Linked DNA regions of Sus scrofa: region 2 is linked to region 1. A link is a contact called in public HiChIP or PLAC-seq data. All regions are on one chromosome and are shown on one strand. Each heading gives the region's core, a stretch centred on a gene start, on an enhancer-like site or on the middle of the called end of the contact. The rest is flanking DNA. Distances are from core to core; before and after follow the strand shown. Region 1 overlaps RAPGEF1 (rap guanine nucleotide exchange factor 1). Region 2 overlaps RAPGEF1 (rap guanine nucleotide exchange factor 1).

Region 1 (5,228 bases), core at 1,807-4,306:
AGAGAAGCAGGGCTACGGGAACGTCCTTGTGACACTCCCCACTCCTCTGAGAAGGGTGCCCCGGGAGAACCTGTGACGGGACCGTGCCCCCGACCCCCCGCCCTGCCGGAAGCAGACTCAGGTGCAGGGCAGCTCGCTGTGGCTTTAGGACATGCCTGCCTGCCTCCCTAGAGGCTCCTCGTCCCCTCCTCGCCTCTCTGACCCACAGACTGGTGAACAGGGAGAGCCTGACTGAAGCCACATGCCCCAACCCAAACCCAGTTATGTCCAGAGCCCCGTGCCCTGGTGCCCACCGTGGCCCCCCGATGAGCTCTCATGGTGCCTGTCTGCCAGGTGGGCAGGGTGGGCAGGTCCTCCTGGCCTCTGCAGCCGGGCCAGATGCCTCGCACTGAGGGAGAGCGGGGCGGAGGGGTCTCTGCCCCCTGGTGTCCCTGTCGTCGCCTCCCTGCCTGTGACTTCCTACGCCCACCTTCTTTGGCTGCCTCTGCCTCACCCCCTTCTCTGTGTGGTTTCGCAGGGTGACGACGGGCCAGACGTCCGTGGAGGGTCTGGCGACATCCTGCTGGTCCACGCCACCGAGACGGACAGGAAAGGTAGGGCAGTGGCCTGGGTGTGGGAGCTTTCGCCGAAGCCAGCGCGGGCTCCCTCCACTGCCGCGGCCCCTCCCTCCCTTTCTCTCCTCGCCACCAGCCCTGAGCCATCGGAACAGCGGTCCCGGTGCTGCTGGGTCACTGTGGGGAGAGCCCACGCTGGGCACAGGTGACTCGCATTCAAAGCCAGGCACGCTACTTCCCAGCCTCTCGGGGCGTGTCCTCGGTTGGTGCCGGCTCGCGGGGACCCCAGGACCTCCAAGGGGGCGAGTTCCCCGTGCGGAGCTTGACCTCTTGTCCCAGCGCGTTCAGCAGCCTAAAGGTCACGTCGCTGTGCGGGTAGCTTTTGATGCCTCTCCTGATAATTGGCCCGTCAATGCTCCAGACTGCTAGCCTGGGCCTAACATGCCCGCTCAGGGGCTTCCTGGGGCAGCACTCTGTCCAGGAGCTGTCTGTCTCACAGCGCATTACCTCTGCAGGATGGGGTCCCCCCCTCAGCATGGAGACACCCCATTCTGGGTCCCAATTCTCTGAGGGGGCCGGAAAAGCAGGGTGGACTCTGCCAGCGAAAGAGCAGTCTTTCCAGGTTGTGTTCTGGAAGGAAGAAGAGAAGGGGGTTGTGAAGACAGTGCCCATGACCTTGGTCAGGACGGCAGGGGCACTGCAGTGCCCACACGCCCCTGCCAGGCCTGGCCTCTCTCCACACTCACTTTCTTTTTACGTTTTTTTGTTAGTTTGTTTTTGCTTTTTTAAGGGCCATACCTATGACACATGGAGGTTCCCAGGCTAGGGGTTGAATCAGAGCTGCAGCTGCTGGCCTACACCACAGGCACAGCAATGCAGGATCTGAGCCAGGTCTGCGACCTACACCACAGTTCAGGGCAACACCAGATCCTTAACCCACCAAGCGAGGCCAGGGATCGAACCCACAACCTCATGGTCCCAGTCAGATTTGTTTCTGCTGCGCCACAACAGGAACTCCTCTTACATTTTTTAAATTATTAAAAAGATGGTGGAACAGCGACGTTAAATTAAGGTGGGGAGGAACGGAAGCACCCCAGTCTTGAACCCTAACCCCCCGATTTTATTTTTGTAAACGACTTTGTCCCCCTGTTTTTGCAGCAAATGTCTCCAGCGTGTTACTTAGATGGTTCTGGGAGTTTGTAATTATGAAGGTAGCACAAAAACGATTGTTTACATTGCAGAAAATTTGAAAAAGAGAGTAAAAGGAGAAATGGCTCCCCCAAACTCAGCTGGCCACGCTTCTGCCCTCCAGGCTTCTTCTGACCCAAGCAGAGCGTGGTTCTGAACTTTGAGTTTGAATCCTGGCTATGCTGTTTGCAGGCTTAGGCAACCGCCAGGCACAGCCCTGCTCGGCCTCCACTGGCTCAGATTTTTGAGAGTGCCCAGCACACGTGAAGCTTGAGTGAGCTAACCTGAGACATGCCTGGCACATAGGAAGTGCTGGGGCCTCTCTGTTCCCATCCCAGGAACAGCATGTGCCCTGCTTCCTGCAGTGGACGCGCCCGCGTTCTCAGCTTGGCGTGAGAAACAGTTCTCATTCTTGTCCAGAAGTAAAAGGCTGGAACGGGAGCTGGCTCAGTCCTCGGCTCTGAGCAGGGAACTCTGCTGTCCTGCCAGGTGCAAGCAGCTGTAGCCAAGGCCAGAGGGAGCCCCGCAGGCCGGGCAACCCCAGAACCTTCCAGTCTGTGCCCATTGTGCCTGGAAGGGGGGCCCTGCTGCCCACTGGGGCTTCCACTCTGTCTCATCAATGGAAAGATGTTGAGGCTCCAGGGAACCAATGTCCTTTGTACCTGGGCTGAATCGTTGAGGCAGAGGCCTTGGGCCACGCAAGCTCCTTAGGCAGGTTGCTTCCTGTGGACCAGTGGCTGGAAGGCCCCGTGGCTCAGGGGTGCAGGTCTGGGCCCTTCTTCCAAAAGCAGGGGTTGTCTTGTGCTGGACCCACACTTTGTCTTTGCAGAGAAGCCCAACTTGACAGTGAGCTGGGCAGGCTTGGGGTCCAGGAAGGGGCCCAGGCCCAGTGCTGCTGGACCCTGCTGTGGCTCCAGTGCTGGCTCCGCCCGCCGGGCCCACGCGAACACACCCCAGACGCGGGTGCTGCTCTTCCTCGCGTCCTGGCAGGGGGACGGAGGCCGGGGCTCTGCTGAGCTGGAGGAGTGGGGATCCTCAAGATTCCTCTGCCAGCGACTTGGGGTGACTGAGGGAGGAGAGGGAAGGCGGCCTGTGTGCACACGCTCAGCCTCTCAGTGGGGACCCAGACTTGGGGGCCAGTTGGGACTCGAACCTCAGCCCCAGCATGGGGTAACTGAAGTTCACGAGCCGGGCCAGGTCACTCGTCTCCAGAAGTGACCTGCGCCGGAAACTCCTGCCTTCTCCTTGTGCCAGACTGTGCGGTCGAAGGGCGTGTCCCAGGGCCATTGTCAGTCTGGAAAGGTCGGACTCCCGGGCCAGAGCCAGCCCCTCCAGAGGGAGGGGGGTGCTGCTGCCAGCTCAAATCCAGCGGCAGAGCCAGGCTCCTCCCAGGCACCCCGCCTCCCCTGGCACCAAAGCGTGCTCACGTGTATGTTCTAGCAGTGTGCCAGGCTTGGCACCTTCAACCCATTCTGAGGTCTCTCAGTAGCTGGACATTCCCAAGGGTTTTGTTCTGGGTCCTGCTCTCTAAAAGCCTTGCCTGTGATTGAGCTTCAGAGTCCCGCTAATGAGTTTGAATTGTATTCTCTACGCCCACGATGGTGATTAAGAGTCTTTGAATTGGCGGTTTTGTCATGGCTCAATGGTTAACAAATCTGACTAGGAACCATGAGGTTGCGGGTTCGATCCCTGGCCTTGCTCAGTAGGTTAAGGATCCGGCATTGCCATGAGCTGTGGTGTAGGTCACAGACGCAGCTCGGATCTGGTGTGGCTGTGGCTGTGGGTAGGCCTGCAGCTGCAGCTCCGATTCAACCCCTAGCCTGGGAACCTCCATATGCTGTGGGTGCAGCCCTGAAAAGACAAAAAAAGAAAAAAAAAGACTCTTTGAATCATCAAGTCTTGGGACAAACCAGAATTTCTGAGGTCTAATCAGAGGTGGCACATCCCTGAAGCATCTGTCTTGGTCCCTGGCCAGGGGCAGGCATCACTAACCAGCGTCCTTGCGTCTAGATCTGGTGCTGTACTGCGAGGCCTTCCTCACCACCTACAGGACCTTCATCAGCCCCGAGGAACTCATCAAGAAGCTGCAGTACAGATATCCTTGCCCGGCCCCCGCCCTGGCTCCACCCCGCGCTCCACAGAGCCTCCTGGGTTCGGGGGAAGGGCCTGCGTGCCCGCTCGGCCCTCGCGCAGGGAGCTGTGTCGCCACGGTGGGCAGCAGTGATGAGCTGCTCAGCCCTGCGCTGCCGTGTCCTAGCTTGGGGCCTCAGGCAGGGCTTCTCTGGGCCTCATTCCTCACCTGTAAAAGGACTGAGGGACGTCATGTGAGGTGCCCGGAGCACGGGGTGGCAGTGGTGGTCCCTTGGGGAGTCTGAAGAACTGGAATTGACGCAGCCCGAGAGGAGCGGTGTGTAGGTCACTGGCACCTGCAGCTTCCCCGAGCTGAGCCGCAGGGCAATGGGGGTGACGCGTAGGACATGTGCCAGGCTGGAGGGGATCGGGACGCAGATGAGCAACCTATGGAGCAGACACGCCACTGCAACTGCTGGCAGACCAGCAGTGGACAGACACTCCGTGTCCACGACAGAATCGGCTCCCACCGCTGGACCACCCTGCCCCACGGGCTCCCCTTTCAAATGCCGCTCCCCACAGTAGAGGCCTTTCTTGGAGCCAGACCTGCCCCTCCTGCCCAGACTCACCTGGAGCTATGTCGCATAGCACGGGCCCCCCCAAGGTCCCCGCTCCTTGGCCTCCTCCTGCGTCACAGCCCACGAGTGCCCTCTGCTGGACAGCCACCGTCACTTGGGGCAGTCCCCCCAGCTTTCCGCTCCCTTCCTGTGCTCCAGCGGCCCCGGTCCCTGAGAACTGCACAGCCCGCCTCGGCAGGGCCTTCGTTCCCTCCAGCCTCGCGCATTCAGCTGCTCACAAGCCTGGTGCGGCGTGATACCGACTCACACTTGAGAACGCCCCAGTGTCAGTTTGAGGCTGTGTCTGCACGTGCAGTCTCACTCGGCCGTGACAGCCCTTTACACACGCATCCTGTCAGGAACAGGGTGCCTTTGTAGTGTGTCCTACCATGTACGCAAGGAGACTGAGGTCCAGGCCACCCTGAGTCAGCGTCTCCTCTGCTTGTCCTTAATGGACACGATACAGCGTCGTGACCCCCGGCCCAGGTGGCTGGTGAGTCCTTTGTGCTGCAGCCCTGGGCCCTGTCCCTTTGCACTCCTTCCTGAGCGCCCGTGGATTTCTGGGGAGCAGGCAGATGGAGCCAGAGAAGGGTCTGGAGGCGTGGTGAACACACGAGGGTGAAACCAGGACCCTCAAGGTCGAAGCCATGGCCTTGGGAGGTGGTCGGCCGTTGGAAGGGCTGCTGTGGGGTGGGGGCTGCTGTGCTTCATTCAGGTGGGCTCTGCAGCTGTGGAAAGACCATGGGGTCTCAGGAGCAGAGGGGGACCCCTCCAGGCTGTGCGCCTCCCCCGGCGACCT
Region 2 (5,228 bases), core at 712-3,211, 110 kb before region 1:
AGGGTCGCAGTCCTTGTGCAGGGAAGTGGGCCCCGACCTCGGCTCTGGTGCCCACACCCCTCTCTGCCTTTGCAGAGCACTGCTTAGAGTGTCTCACGTTGCGGGGGACACAGTAGCTTTATCTTTTCTTTTTTGTGTGGCTGCACCCTCGGCATATGGAAGTTCCCAGGCCAGGGACTGAATTGGAGCCACAGCTGTGACCTACATCACAGCTGCAGCAACACCTGATACTTAACCCACCGTGCTGGGCCGGGGATCAAACCTGCGCCTCTTCAGTGACCCGAGCCGCTTCCATTGGATTCTTCACCCCCTGTGCCACAGCTGGAATGCCCAGCTTTGTCTTAATTATTGTACACGTTTCTAAGTTTCTCTTCTGGTCTTGCAAACAAACAAGCAAACAAACCCCGCCTCAGATTAGGGTGGGCCTATGGCAATCTGTAGGCTGCAGGTGATGCTAATAACGCCAGTAACCTCAGCAGCTCCGTGAGGAGATAAGAAACAGCACAGATGCAGGCCTGTGTTTTGAAAAATCCACTGGAGCAACCCCAGCGTTTCCTGGTTTCCCAGGGCAGCTGTGGGCAGAGGTGGTTTGAATGGGATTCCTTGTACCCAGCAGACGTGCTAGGAGGTCTGTAGAGATGAGTCATGTGTGAGCTTGCAGAAAAATCACCTCCCAAGTCTGCGTGGATTGGAGGACGCCTTGAGCACAGGGCTGGGCCTTCCCTCGGTCCAGCTGGACTCCTCCCGTTGCCATAACAAGATGACGCACTGGAACGAGCAGCGGCCTGGCAAGGCTGCCCGCCACCGCCCCCACGCGCCTGCGACGGGGCGCCCTGCTGCTGGGACAGGTGTTCCCCAGACGCGTCACCCACCTCGCCTGTTTTATGACTTCGGCCGGGGGTGGGGGGGGGAAACAGGTTGTGAATTATTCCGGGATGAGTCACCTTAGTTTGTGGTCATTTGTTGTAGCCCGCTTGACCATTTTCACCATGGCGACCTTGGGAGATTCTTGACCTTTCCTGGGTCTCATTTTCTCCGTCAGTGCCATGGGGGGGGGCCTCTAAAATTAGTGCTTCGCTGTTTTGTTTTAAAGCAGTAGGTCCTTTTTTATTATAGAAGGCCAGTGGGTAACTGTTTATGAGGGGCCGCTTGGGGCCCAGCGAGTCTGTCCCACTCGGGGGTGGCCCCCGAGGCTCCTCCTTGGGTCACCAAGCACAGTGTGAAAACCCACTTCCTGATGTGCTCGGCTCCTCTGCCCAAACCGGCTTCCTTTAGACTCTTCCTGCCTTCTCTTCCTCCAGCAGACAGTAAATTCCATGAGAAGGCCCCAGAGAAGCCCTTTGGATAGAATGTTATCGTGCAGCTTATTCAGAACCCAGAGCCCGCGTTTCCTTTCCACACGTTAGACCAGCAAGCCCAGTCCTGTGACTCCGAGCGGGAGCCTGCCTGTCTGGTCCTCCAGGGAGGGTACCGGCCGTGCTGCACCTCGACCATAGTAGGTGCTCGAAGCTACTGATGAGTGAATTGAGATCGTGTTGTCACAGTGAACTTAGGTTTCTGATGCCAGGTCTCAAAATCAGCTTTCAAAGGGAGCTGCTTCTGGGCTTTGGATTGTCAGTTAGGGTGTTTCTTGGTGAATCAGTAGGACCAATACTCTGACAAAGGTGTGCAGTTGGCTGGGCTTCGGTGTTAACCATGCCTGGCGATGGGTGTTTTAGACGGGTCTTTGGCGGCGCGACCCAGCAGCTGAGATCGGGTTCTCAGAAGGCTGTCAGGAGAGCGCCAGTGTGGCCAGTCCGGGCAGCCGTGTCTCTGGAGCTGCGGGTGGCAGTGGCCGCGGGGTTCTGGGGGTGCCCGGGACGGAGCACTCGTGATCCTGCCTTTCAGTCCCAAACCACGGCACGTGCCAGCTCTGCTTGGCCTGCCTCCGAGATGCGCGCCAGCACGGGCGGCCCTGTCTGTCGTTGGTCTTCTTTTCACTCGGCCCAGTTCCCGGCACCGTCAGCTCTGCCCAAGGCCCGATTGTGCTGAGGGGCCGGAGCGCAGGGCTGCTGGCCTTCTCTGGGCCCCTGCTTCTGTGTCAAGGGCGTTAGCAGAGTCTCTCTTGCCACGGCTTCCTCTTGGTGAGTGAAGATGCAGTGGAGGGGCTTCTCAATGGATTAGAAATCTGGTCCCAAGTGGTTACAATTCCTTTTTCTCCCCGATTTTTTCTTGCAGGCTGTGGTTTGGAAGGTGGAAGGTAGGGCTCCTGGACCTGTCCTGTCCTACGGTCTGGACTGCGTCTTCCGGAAATACTGTTGTTGTCTCGTAACCACTTAGACCTTGTTCCCGTTAGTCCTTCAAAGATGGTCTTTCTCCTTGCTTTTCACTGGCTCGCTGCCTCCACACAGTCATTTTACTGCAAATGAAGTTTGGGGACCAGGAAGCTCTACCCTGCTTTTAAAGCATGGAAGGAAGGGAGCTGTCAGACACCGGATGCTGTGTGGTGCTTCCCGGGCTGAGGACAGGAGGGTGGAGTCCAGGTATTTGCTTTCCGGCTTTTCGGAAATGGATGCCATTGGTGTGGTCTGGACAGGGTGGCTCCCAGCTGCACCCTGTACCCTTAAAATGGGGAGCCAGCCCATGGTCTGAGCAGAAGGGTGGTGCTGGCCGTGTCTGGGAGAAGAAAGGCGAGGGCCTGGAATGAGAAGAGAGAACAGCAGAAGTCCCATGGAATGTGATGGCCCCGAATAATCACTTTGTTGACCCCAAACAAGCAAGCAAAAAACCAAGGGAGTTCCCTTCGTGGCTCAGCAGGAAGAAACCTGACTAGTATCCATGAGGATGCAGGTTCGGTCCTGGCCTTGATGAGTGGGTTAAGGATCCAGCATGGTCATGAGCTGTGGTGTAGGCCGCAGACGTGACTTGGATCCCATGTTGCTGTGACTGTGGTGTAGGCTGGCAGCTGCAGCTCAGATTCAGTCCCTAGCCTGGGAATTTCCTTATGCCAAGGGTGCAGCCCTAAAAAGCAAAACAAACAAACAAACACCTCAAACCTTGGAGTTCCCATAGTGGCACAGAGGAAATGAATCCGACTAGGAACCATGAGGTTGTGGGTTCGATCCTTGGCCTCGCTCAGTGGGTTAAGGATCCAGCATTGCCATGAGCTGTGGTGTAGGTCGCAGACGTGGCTTGGATTTGGTGTTGCTGTGGCTGTGGCGTAGGCCGGCGGCTACAGCTCCGATTGGACCCCTAGCCTGGGAACCTCCATATGCCACAGGAGTGGCCCTAAAAAGGCAAAAAGACAAACAAACAACAAGAACCCCAAACCTCTGGCTTGGAAACAGTGGTTGTATTTATTGCTGGTTATGGATAATCACAAGGCCCCCCTCTCCTTCAAGTGACTGAAGAAGTGGGTGATTGTGCCTGGGTCATGGAATTGGCTGCTCTCAGCTCCTCCTTTCAGTGACAAATACAAATAATAGTAGTAGTTCACATTCCTTAAGGACTTGACACGTTGTGGTACCAGACGCTGTTCTGTGTGTGGGGCACGCCTGGTCTCCTTTAATCCTCTCAGCGGGAGAAAGGTCCTGTTACCACTCTCCTTCTGCCGAGGACCAGATGCAGACACAGCTTTGCTTTGTGTGCAGGATCCTAAGATCCAGAAGAGCTGAGGTTTGCCTGTGGTCATACTGAGTTGGGGCCCAGATGGGACTAAAGCCCCTTTGACTACACTCCGTTTATCTGTGTTTTCATCAGCTGGGATGACATTGTTCTCTTAGCTTTTGTGACTTAGGTCAAAATGAGCCTCTACCCTTCCAGGGACTTCTTTGCCACGAGGTGGCTGCTACACTCAAAGGGGCATCTGGTCATGTTGGAGGGGGATGCTTGGGATGACAGGGGTCCCCTGGCTGTCCTGGTCCATCTCTGAGGACCAGAAAGCCCCGCTTCTTGCTGGGTGACCTTGGGCAAAGTGCTTAATCTGGGGCTTCTCTTGTACCCTGATGGGGTAGACAGACCCATCTCAGAGCCCTTTCCTTTTTCTTTTTCCTTTCAGGGCTGCACCTGTGGCATATGGAGGTTCCCAGGCTAAGGTTCAAATCAGAGCTGCAGCTGCCAGCCTTCACCACGGCAACTCCGGATCTGACCCGTGTCTGCACCCTTCTCTGAAGCTCACGGCAACACTGGATCCTTTAACCCAATGCACGAGTTCAGGGATCAAACTCACATCCTCATGGGTACTAATTGGGTTCTTAACCCACTGAGCCACAACGGGAACTCCTAAGAGCCCTTTCTAGTGCTGATTCTTTGTGAGTCTGATCTGCATTATAAAGGGGGGAGTGGGATGTATGGGTAGTTTTGTTATTGTTGTTTTTTGTTTTGTTTTGTTTTTGGTCTTTTTTAGGGCCACAACTGCGGCATATGGACTTTCCCAGGCTAGGGATTGAATCTGAGCTGCAGCTGCCAGCCTACACCACACCAGATCCAAGCTGCATCTGCGACCTATACTGCAGCTCATGGCAACACTGGATCCTTAACCCACCGATCGAGGCCAGGCATCAAACCTGCATCCTCATGGATTCTAGTTGGGTTTGTTACTGCTGAGCCACAATGGGAACTCCTGTTTTGTTGGTTTTTAATGACACTAGTATTGCATAGCATGAAAATCTTCCTTATCACAATAAAACATATAATCCTTTGTGGTTTTCAAAACACTTTTATAGCGTTAGGTGTTTTTGCTGTTGTTTTAGGTTTTATTTGTGTTATTAAAAGATATTATTATTATTGAAAGGAATTATTATTAAAAGGAAATGTGGCATTTTTTTCCCAGATGAGAAGGATGACTGCTCCTGACTGTTGTGTGCCAGGCACTGTGCTGGGAGTTTTACCTTCTGACACCTGTGTGATTTAACTAGTGCTATTGTTGCAAAGAGAGGCATGGCAAGTATTGTTGTGTTGCTTGGCAGTTGAGGAAAGGGAGGCAGGAAAGGGGGAAGTGACCCGCCAAGGCCGCATGCTGCAGGGGGATGGAGGGTGTGGGGGAATTTGGGTTTCACTCATCACTGCCCTGCCCTGCCCCCTCTGTGTGTGCCGCCTGGGCCCCACCGAGACCCTGGACCTGGGGTCTCGGGCTCCCTGCCCCAGAGCTGCGGGGAGGCGGGTGTGGCGTTGGCTGGGAGTCCCCTGGGGCTTTCCTGCCTCTCCGCTCGGTTCGGGTGGCTTCACATCTGCCTGCGGCTTTAGGAAGC

What was found. HiChIP or PLAC-seq counts read pairs in DNA pulled down with a chosen protein or histone mark.
Region 2: a contact with region 1 is called in an H3K27ac HiChIP or PLAC-seq map of skeletal muscle. The contact joins two enhancer-like sites. A contact is called at or near these places in 1 of 5 promoter capture datasets (liver), 24 of 47 Hi-C or Micro-C datasets (adipose tissue, alveolar macrophages, blood and 15 more) and 2 of 2 datasets of contacts at active chromatin or transcription factors (alveolar macrophages and skeletal muscle).

What each region holds. Positions count from the first base shown.
Region 1 is chr1:271,502,514-271,507,741 of Sscrofa11.1, reverse strand. It overlaps RAPGEF1 (rap guanine nucleotide exchange factor 1), which reads left to right. Exons shown (of 26, transcript XM_005654593.3): 16 at 518-593; 17 at 3,753-3,837. Among named protein-coding and RNA genes, the nearest start is that of UCK1, 51 kb to the right of the region's middle. Within about 2 kb of position 3,056, at least 11 of the 83 cell types and tissues checked have an H3K27ac peak or open chromatin away from gene starts, as enhancers often do. A contact at or near this core is called in omental adipose tissue and skeletal muscle, where this site is marked.
Region 2 is chr1:271,614,209-271,619,436 of Sscrofa11.1, reverse strand. All of the region lies in intron 1 of RAPGEF1 (rap guanine nucleotide exchange factor 1), which reads left to right. Among named protein-coding and RNA genes, the nearest start is that of RAPGEF1, 7.8 kb to the left of the region's middle. Within about 2 kb of position 1,961, at least 42 of the 83 cell types and tissues checked have an H3K27ac peak or open chromatin away from gene starts, as enhancers often do. A contact at or near this core is called in omental adipose tissue and skeletal muscle, where this site is marked.